Linked DNA regions of Mus musculus: regions 1 and 3 are each linked to region 2. A link is a contact called in public Hi-C and promoter capture Hi-C data. All regions are on one chromosome and are shown on one strand. The core of a region is the stretch at or near the end of the contact, and the rest is flanking DNA. Distances in the headings are between cores, read along the strand shown.

The links. Promoter capture Hi-C pulls out the DNA fragments that hold promoters and counts their contacts. A called contact is a pair of places that touch in the nucleus more often than the background predicts.
Region 1: a Hi-C map of embryonic stem cells shows a contact between it and region 2, with 4 times the contacts expected there. The contact joins the enhancer-like site here to the promoter of Atad2b in region 2. A contact is called at or near these places in 3 of 39 promoter capture datasets (the 3T3-L1 cell line, HPC-7-derived erythroid cells and neural stem cells), 6 of 484 Hi-C or Micro-C datasets (the HL-1 cell line, the N1E-115 cell line and embryonic stem cells), 4 of 115 datasets of contacts at active chromatin or transcription factors (embryonic stem cells and pro-B cells) and 2 of 9 other capture datasets (adipose tissue and liver).
Region 3: a promoter capture Hi-C map of the HPC-7 cell line shows a contact between it and region 2. The contact joins the enhancer-like site here to the promoter of Atad2b in region 2. A contact is called at or near these places in 7 of 39 promoter capture datasets (the 3T3-L1 cell line, the C10 cell line, the HPC-7 cell line and 3 more), 1 of 484 Hi-C or Micro-C datasets (the HL-1 cell line), 2 of 115 datasets of contacts at active chromatin or transcription factors (the 230-238 cell line and craniofacial prominence) and 3 of 9 other capture datasets (adipose tissue, liver and pancreatic islet).

What each region holds. Positions count from the first base shown.
Region 1 is chr12:4,557,361-4,560,718 of GRCm38.p6, reverse strand. The region is part of intron 1 of Gm46332 (a long non-coding RNA gene); the gene reads left to right. Among named protein-coding and RNA genes, the nearest start is that of Gm46332, 11 kb to the left of the region's middle. Within about 2 kb of position 1,613, at least 88 of the 459 cell types and tissues checked have an H3K27ac peak or open chromatin away from gene starts, as enhancers often do. A contact at or near this core is called in the HL-1 cell line and embryonic stem cells, where this site is marked.
Region 2 is chr12:4,915,559-4,918,854 of GRCm38.p6, reverse strand. Atad2b (ATPase family, AAA domain containing 2B) reads right to left here and starts at 1,502. Exons shown (of 28, transcript NM_001362349.1): 1 at 934-1,502. The coding sequence starts at 1,146.
Region 3 is chr12:4,622,560-4,625,561 of GRCm38.p6, reverse strand. Itsn2 (intersectin 2) reads right to left here. Exons shown (of 40, transcript NM_001198968.2): 3 at 579-671. Among named protein-coding and RNA genes, the nearest start is that of Gm3625, 30 kb to the right of the region's middle. Within about 2 kb of position 1,506, at least 14 of the 459 cell types and tissues checked have an H3K27ac peak or open chromatin away from gene starts, as enhancers often do. A contact at or near this core is called in the HPC-7 cell line, where this site is marked.

The DNA.
Region 1 (3,358 bases), core at 364-2,863, 360 kb after region 2:
TGTATACTTATAAATAAGATACATGAGAATAACCAGTGAACCAGCTGCAGGTACAAATGCTTTTAGATTAAAAAACTGTTACAAGGAGTCAGGTATGGTAGCAAACACATATAATACTGTGGTAGTTTGAATAGGTATGGCCCCCACAGACTCATGTGTTTGTATGCTTGGCCATAGGGAGTGGCACTATTAGGAGGCATGACCTTATCGAGTAGATGTGGCCTTGTTGGAGGAAGTGTGTCATTGTGGGGGCAGGTTTTGAGGTCTCATATGCTCAAGTTACACCCAGTGTGGCACATAGTCTCCTGCTGCTGCCTACAGATCAGGATGTAGAACTCTAGGCTCCTCCAGCACTGTCTTCCTGCATGCTGCCATGCTTCCTGCATGATGATAACACTAAGCTTCTGAAACTGTAAGCCAGCCCCAATTAATGTTTTCTTTATAAGAGTTGCTGTGCTCATGGGGTGTTTCTTTATAGCAGTGAAACCTAATCTAAGACAAATACCAACACTTCAGAGATGGAAGCTGGAGGGTCAGAGAGTTCAAGGCCATCATGGAATACATGGTATCCAAACCCTTCTAGGCTCCAGGCACCAACTATACAATAAATGATAAAATGAGAACTCACAGAGGAATTGAGCATGTCAGTGTTAAAAACTTGTATATGACAAACCCACGAGGTGTAACTCACTGGAGGAGGGCTCTTCTGGCATGTGTGAAGCCCTGGGTTCAGTCTCCAAAACTACAATGAAAAGATTATAACATCTGAGCCAATAACTCCCACAGTTAAATCATGCTTTTAAAATAAAATACTAAAACCACACTAACGAGGGTATTCTTCATATGTAACAAACCCAGAGGATTCTGCTAGAGACACAGTGAAGAAGGCCCGGCCACTGGCCTGATTCTGTGTGGCTCCCTCTCTGACCTGTTCTCTGAGTTACTCTCTTCCCCTGCTTTATCTTAAATCCTAGGATCACAGATCTGACAGAAATGGAAACCGCCTCCCAAGCAGCAGTGACTTCCGTGGCACTGGCCAGTCCCAGGCTAATAACCAACCAGACCACAGTCTCCCCAGGATTACTAGCTATATAAATCCTCGACTTTGGCGCTCCCTATATATAGCCACAGAGCTGTTGCTTACACCTCAAAGACAGATTTTAGGTCACTAGACTCTTTATTGTCGCTGGTACATCTACACTGAAAATAAACCCTATTCTGCTTTCAACACTGCAGGAACTGATTGACCAGGCCAAACTGTTGGGACCCCTACAACTGTGTCTTTACGGAGGACTCTCCTAACTGGCATGATAGATTTGAAGGAGGCCATCAAGGAAATAGTATCATAGACTTTTATTTTCCTTCAAATGAACTACCAAACTCTGACTTAAACAACATAGTATTAGTTTAGAGAACCAGAAAAAAAAGAAAAAATTCGGATTTGAGATTAACTTAATTCAGGGACTCTGGCTCTCTTTTCCTCCTTACAGTTGTCTTCATCTGTGTGTTCAATCAATCCCCGGCTGCAGCTAGGCCTCATCACTACACAGCATCGAGAAGGGAAACCAGCACTTCCTGAGGTGCTAACTCTTGCTCCCTCTCCCTCCGTTTATGTGTGTGTGTGTGTGTGTGTGTGTCTGTGTGTGCTCGCTCACTTGCGTACAGTGTGCATATAAGCACAGATCAAGGGCTCCCTCCATTTATGTGGTTCCCTTTGCTCTTTGCCATGAAGTGACGGTGCTTCTTCTGTAGTTTGTACCATTGTGTGTTAGCACAGGCCCAGAACAGCAGAGCCAATCAGCAAAGGACTGAAACCTCCAAAACTGAGACAAAGTAACCTTTCCTCTTTCCAAGTTTAGCACATTCCTGAATGCTGACTGGCACGCTCCCAGGAGAAAGGAATGCAACAAGGAGAAATGCTCAGCTACATTTAACCACAGCGGAATGATACACTAAGACATGTAGGGCTGGAGAGATGGCTCTGAGGTTAAGAGCACCGACTGCTCTTCCAGAAGTCCTGACTTCAATTCCTGGCAACCACATGGTGGTGGCTCACAACCATCTTTAATGGGATCTGGTGTCCTCTTCTGGTGTGTCTGAAGAAAGCAATGGTGTGCTCATATAAATAAAATAAATCTTTAAAAAGAAGAAGGAGGAGGAGGAAGGAGGAGGAGGAGGAAGAGGAGGAGGAAGAGGAGGAGAAGGAGAAGAAAAGAGACCTGATTGTAACTGGGTACAGGTGTCCGTAGTTGTATCTACTTGGAAGACTGGGGCTTGAGGCTAGTGAGTTCCAGGCCAGCTTGGGTGCCATAGTGAGACCCCCATCTCCCAAAAAAGTGAAAAAAGAGGTACAAGTTTACATTAAGCAAACTATCAATAATACTGAATTTTGTCAATTATGTGGAGAAATAAAAACTCTTAATGCCCTGCCAGTGGGAGTACTAAAATGAGACAATAACTGGAAAGACAGCATCCGCTAGCTAGTCAAGCAGAAGGTGATGTAACAACGCCACATCCTAGAGAAACTCTCAAAAGAACAAACCAATTCAGTGGGACTGTTTTACTTTGATTGTGCTGGGAATTGCCCCTAGGGCCTTTGCGAATGCTAAGTAAGCACTCTATCACTAAGCTATGTCCCCAGTGACAGTGGCACTAATTATAATAGCATAATATTAGAAGCAGCACCAGGGTCCAGCAGTAGTTGAATGATGGATTACAGCATAGAATGGAATACTATTTAACAGTGAAGCTACAACAGCACCAGCAAATCTCAGGAATATAATGTTGAATGAGAGGAGGCAAGTCACAGAGTACATATTATATTATTTCATCCAAATGAAATGTAAAGGATGTAAAACTATAAATATATAAGATGCTTAAGCCCTAAGAATTCAAAGATAACATAAAATTTAGAATAGTACTTATTTCTCTTCCAATTCCTATTTAGACATATTTACCTTATGTGTAGGCTGCCTGCATGTGTGTGCCTGACCACATCTGTGGCTGGTGCTCTGAGAGCTTGGAAGAAGGTTAGGGATCCCCTGGAAATGAGGTTACAGATGGTTGTGAGCCATCAAAGTGGATGCCAAGAACTTAACCCCACGCCTCCGCAAGGTCAGGAAGTGCTCTTATGACAAGGGCCGGCCTGGGCTTGGAGAGGGGTTCTGAAGTCAAACTGTGGGTCCCAAGCTAGTGGCCAATGCTCTGCTAGAGACAGCTTTCCAGCCTGCTTTCTCTCTGTTCTTTCTTTCTCTCTGCCCTCTCAGGAGATCTCCTGAAAGTTCTCCCTAGGTTCTCCTGGAGACAGTTCTCCAAGCAGTTCTTTTTCTTTTTTTCTTTATTTACATTTCAAATGTTA
Region 2 (3,296 bases), core at 253-2,752:
ATAAAGAACACTGTTCAGTCAAATTACTCTTAGAAAGTTAGCCTCTTTCTAGGCAGAATTAACCCACTCCTTGAATTCAGAACCAATTTCATAGTAACACAAACTTCTCGATGTGCTAGCTTCATGTTTTACACTACAGGTGATAAAAGTTCAGGATCTCAGATCTCATCTCTAAAGAACTAAAGCAACTCTTGCTTCTGCAATTGTACGGACCACAACAACGCTAGTTTGACTTTTGAAAAACATTTCCTTAACAGAAATGTAGAAACCATGTCACGATGGCCATTCGACACGTTTCTTTCTACATACTCCCTTTGTAACTTGAAAGTCCTCTGCTCTCTACAAGAACCTTGGTTAGCTGGCTGGCTCGCCCTACAGCTTACAGCACCGTGTCTGATCTGCCTTGCCTACAGAGGCGTTAAGCGTTGGTTTTGTTTTTAAAGTTGGTGTCAGTGCAGCTACAAACTTTTTTCAGCATCCCTGCCTGCCTGCCTGCCAACTGGAGCTCTGTTCACTTCCTTACCAACTTGAACCACCCCCAAACTAAGTAAACTCAGACAGCGGCAAGAGCTGACACACTTTCAAGAGGGGTTTGACACCGCAGAAAACTTTCACTTCTCTCTTCTCCCCTTCCAAGCCAGGCACTGCAGCCTTAAATTCTTGCTTCCTCTAGAATTCCCTTCTAAAGCCGGGCAAGGACACGGATGGCAGAGCATTCTAATGTCCCCGAAAGGAACCCCAAGAGCCATCTCCCGTGGACTCGAGTGCTGTTCTTTACACAAAAGAACCGGGCCGGCTCAGCTAAGGTGCTGGAGTCGCGGCCCTTCGGCGGCTGCCACCCTCCACCGCACCCGCAAGACGGTCTCCGGCCAGACAAAGCCCGGGCGGCCGGGCCAGCACTTTCAAGCCTCGGCCGTGGGCCGCCGCTCTTACCCGGGCCTCGTCCAGGGCGCCGCCGCTTCCCCCGGCCTTGGCCGCCGGGCAGCTGGCCGCGCGCGTCTTAGAGGAGCGGGTCCGAGAGGAGATGAAATGGCTGCTGCCGCCGGTCGCCCCCGGCTCCGCTCCGGCTCCGGCCCCGGGCCCAGGCCCGGGCCCAGGAGACTTGGACCCGAGAAGGCGCAGAGAGCTCTTCCGGGTGTTCACCATGGTCCAGCCAGGGGGACCGGGTCCACGCCGCGCCCGCCGCTCCCGGGAGAGGCGAGGAAGGCCGGCCCGCCGGCGGGCAGGGGCCAGCGGAGCCTCGCCGGGCCGGCTCGCGTTGCCTCTCCGGGACGCAGGCCCGACAGGCTAGAGCGGAGCAGAAGCCGGCGGCGGCGCGAGGAGGCAGGGAGCGGGAGGCGGAAGCGAGGCTGCAGGCCGGCCGCGCAGACCCTGCGCCCGCTCAGCGGTCCTCAGCGGGAGCCGAGCGGAGCCGCCATGTCTGCCCCTTTCTCTCTCGTTCTCTCTCTATCGAGCTCCGTGCGTCAGGTCTCTGGCGCCGCAGGGCCGACAAGGCCGCTTCTGGACGCGGCCGCTGCGGGGCGCTGCAAGGACGCGCAGCCCTTCCTTCTGCACAGGCCCCGCCTCGACGTGACGTCAGCATCGGCGGGAGGCCTGCGGGGAGGCGCTCTGGGCTGTGAACCCCACAGTGGCCAGCTTTTGCTGCCCTGTCTAGACTGGGGGATGGGCAGAGCCGGCCAGGGCGCAGGATGGGTTTCCGCGTGGAACGTAGTCCGGACCCTTCAACGCCTGGCCAAGACCGAGGACCCCAGATTCCAGACCCCTGCGGTGGCCTGGAGGACGCCAGGAACGGCCGACCAAGCGCGGAGTAGAAGGAATGGAGAGGACGGTGCGGTGCGGAGGGGTTCCAGTTGCCTAGGTACTTTGGGCAAGACCCCTAATGAACTTGGGCTGCACATTGCATGACTGTCCAAATGATAATGGCAATGAATGAAAGAAGTCCCTGCGGTAATCCACGCAAGTTAAACTAAGAAAAAACAACTCTAGGAACTCTGCATCCTTTTTTAAACTCACTATGGAGACCAGGCTAGCCTTGAACTCTGCATTCATCCCAAGCGCCAGGATTAAAGATTTGAACCACTGAACTCAAGTGTTGTTCCCTTTGACTTTAGCCAAGTCTACCGGAGGGATTTTGCAGCATCTTTTATCTCCATCCTACCGGTGTGCAGAATTAAGACAAAACACTTCCAAAGGAAAAAAAGTCAAAGTACTATGTAATTATTAAATTAATGTAATATGGAAAGGTCTGGAATTATAGAGGGAAGAATAAATGTTCATTTCAAAGCATCACAGTTTATCTAAGATAGAGAGCCTAGTCTTTATTTGGGCAGAAATTCCCCTGATTATTACACTAAAAAAGTGAAGAGTGAATAAAGACTAAATAGCTTCATAGTTATAACATTTAGCCATGTAAGACCCCAAACAAAAAATTAATAAGCTTTGTTCAGTCCTCACTATATAGAATGTACAGAGTAGTTGTGTGTATTTATATATATATATATATAAATAAGTAAATAAGTTCAAAGCCAACTTGGTCTACATAGTGAGTTTCAGGACAGGCAGAGCTACATAATGAGACCCTCTGATTCTCAAGAAAGCTCACCAACAAATGGACAAGAGATCAGTAAAGTACAACTGGTGGTAAGAAGCACGAGCCCCTACTTCAAGCAAGGACCTAAGGAACTCCTTTAGAGATACATTCTGAACTACAAAATGAGGGGAAATACATCAAAGAAAGAAAGAAAGAAAGAAAGAAAGAAAGAAAGAAAGAAAGAAAGAAAGAAAGGAAGGAAGAAAGGAAGGAAGAAAGAAAGAAAAGAAAAGAAGGAAGAAAGAAAGAAAGAAAGAAAGAAAGAAGGAAGGAGGGAAGAAAGAAAGAAAGAAAGAAAGAAAGAAAGAAAAGAAGGAAGAAAGAAGGAAGGAAGAAAGAAAGAAAGAAGGAAGAAAGAAAGAAAGAAAGAAAGAGGAAGCAGGCATGGAGAGCATAGGGCACAGCTGTCTGTACTAGAGAAAAAAAATAAGTCAATAAAATACTTTTTAAACTTTATTTAAAACTATATACAAATAAGACTTGGGGATATAGTGTAATGGCAAAACACATGACTATACCGTATAACCCTCTCCCACGCCTGTCAAAGTAGCACAATAAAAAGAAAAAAATTACACCCGTTCAAAAGATACTAAGTTTGCTTCCTTTTAGGAACTACCAAAAGCTAAACCCTAGAGGGAACTTAGGCAGAGTTTTAAACTTCACTTCTGTTTTCAGCATATTTGTCCTATCCAAGGGAAATCAGAAC
Region 3 (3,002 bases), core at 257-2,756, 290 kb after region 2:
CACTTCTTTTATTCTAGTGGTCTTTCTACAAGACAAGTTGTTAACACCAATAATTAATACTTAATTAATGCTATCTCTCAAAGGGGAGCTAGCATTATGGAAACAGACTTTGGGATGCCACATCCCTGTAATCTAAGCAGTCAGAAGAAGCTAAGGTAGGAGGATGTAACAGGTTAGAGGCCAGTCTGAGCTATACAGCAAGACCCTCTCTCAAAACAACAACAAGCAAATCCTAAATAAATAAAAAATTTTTAAAGTTTTTTTTTGAGGGGGAAACTCTGGGAAAAATATCTGGTATAAGATATAAATAAAAAAACTTCTTGAAATAGTATTAATATGTAATAAAATGGATTCTGGACCACCACTTAGAATTTAAGAAAAAAACTCCCATATGCCAAAATGAATCAACAAATTAAGACAGTTGTGGGAAAAATAAAGTATCTTTAAATTCTAGAGTTTTGGTAGATATGAATTTTATTACTTAATACAATTTTGATAGCAGTTATTAAACTTAACTCTAAGATATATAAACAGGTACATATTTATAATAAATAATATAACAAAGATTAAATACAAACCTGTTATGTAACCTCCTGAAGGTTTGAGGTTATCAAACTGTTTATCATGCTTAGTACGTTCTTCAGATGTAATAGCCCACATATTTGGCCCTCCTAAAACATATATGAAAGGCCAAGATATTATAGGAGGTACATGAGCCTGCTCAAAACTATGTCATTCACAAGAACACAAAATTTTAACTTGTAAACATGAATCGTAAACATTCATTTGATGAGACTATTTAATGTTTGAAGGACATAAAGTAGAATTCTATCAACTACATACAGCAACCCTAAGGCTTTCCAGTCATCTACTCAGTTAACATCTATTGAATAATCACTGTACACCACTCACAAGGATGAGGTAAATAGTGGCAATAAAAAGTTTACAGTATCATTCTCATTCTCAAAGAAATACCTAGAAAGGACCACCATCTACTGTGTTAACTGTGAAGGACCCCAGCAGAACCATGGCAAAAGATGTGGAATCCTAAGTTCAAAACATCAGAAGTGACGTGAAATAGCAAGAAAGATTAAGACCTAAGCAGAGGCTGGAAGCTTTGGCATCTTGCCATGTGCCAAGGTGGTAGAAGAGCATTTATCTCACACAAAAAGGATGTGGTTTGAGAGGCTGGGATATGCAAGATGCTCTAAGTAAACCAAAGCCTCTCTTGGTAAACCAAACAAAGAGGCTTACTACCAGCTAAGGTACCAATTTAAGTACAGAAAGTAGCAGGGAATAACTAGTCTGAATTTGCTGCAAAGGGGCATTTTTCTTTTTCCTTCACCACAGGGGATTGATAAGGCCTCTCTGCACTAGGTAAGATGTCTACCACCAAGCTTAACCCTGACCCTTCCTTTCAAGCTTTATCTCTCAAGGTCAGGGCAGATGTCACTTCCATCCAGAGGACCCTGGGATCTAAATGACAGTAATTGCTTCCTCTTCTAGATTCTCAAGACACAGGTCACACTTCTGCAGAGCACTTAAGAAGGTGCTGTCTCATGTCCCTCTGCACTACCAGATTTTGAGACCTTTCTTTTCCAGGAACCAGTTGAGTACCCAGGAAAGAGCAAACATTTAAAAATGATTTCTGAATAGATGTCTGAATCAATAAAAGAAGGAACAAGGGGACAATAAAGAGTGCCTTACTACCCAGGTCAGGGGTGCGACCTGTCTTTCACACTGAATCAGGAGCAGCTTTCTGAAGGAACCCTTGGGACGCTTTATCAATCACTTGGGTAGTAATCATCTATACCTCACTTCTGCCTACACTTTTGGTTTACTCAACATCTCTCAACAAGGAACCATAGGTATTTACACATATAAACTCATATATATCTGCTGTCCACACTGAGTAAAAAAATCGGTATTAGAAAGTAATTTTCAAAAAAATTTATCACTGAAAAGGCCTACTCAAATTTCAGATGTTAAAACTAATTTGATAAAACACTTTTCCTTAGCCCAAGTGAGTGAATTAAAAAAAAACTATAAAAAGTTTTAAAAGTTAAAGTTAAAAATAAACAGATATGTTGATAAACTAAAGATCTAAAAATAGCTAAACTATACACTTCTGATATAAACACATGTGCAATAAAACTTTCCTTGTCTTATCAGCTTATTATCGCAAGACTGAGCATATTATCCATGCAATGAAGAATATACCTACAATAAAATAACATTAGCCATCATCTTTCACCTACTAAGATTATAGAAATAAACCAGGTACATAGTGGAACGACCAGTGTGTGGGGAGGAATGGCTAAGAATAACATATAATCATGTATTCATTTGAAAATTCCATAAAAATCTGTAAGAAGTCCTGTGCTGAGCAGGACAGTCATGTGTATTGGAACTTATTTACTATGTATGACTTTGGGAAAATGTTGATTAAAAAGATGAAAATGACAACAGGGATGAAAACAGCTGTGAGCCCAATGATGTCAGGTACTTATGTGCTGCCTCCTTAACCCCAGGGCCACGCAATAAACCAGGAGACTACTATGGCGAAGGAACTAAAAGCAGTGGTGGAAAAGTAACTGGCTTAAGATAATACAGTAAGTAGCAGAGCTGAGATTAGAACTTGGGCAGTTGAGGATTAACTCAGTGGTAGTGTGTGGCTTAACAAGCACAAAGTCATGGGTTGGGTCCCTGGCATGAAGAAAAACAAAACAAAACTTTGACCACATGGGAAATGAGGTTAGAACTGGGGTAGCCTGAACTCCCTAAACTATATCATCTCAGCATACATGTAAAAGATGTTCAAGCTCTCTGCACTGTAGGCACTAACTCTGTAGCCTGGGAATGCCACCTAACTCAAAGGGTTCCTCAAAGACCATATAGAATAAACAATATACCTACAATAAAATAATGGCTTGAGAACGACAAAACAAAGGGTAATGAAATAAATGTATGAAAATTCCATTTTTAAAAACATCACTACTTTG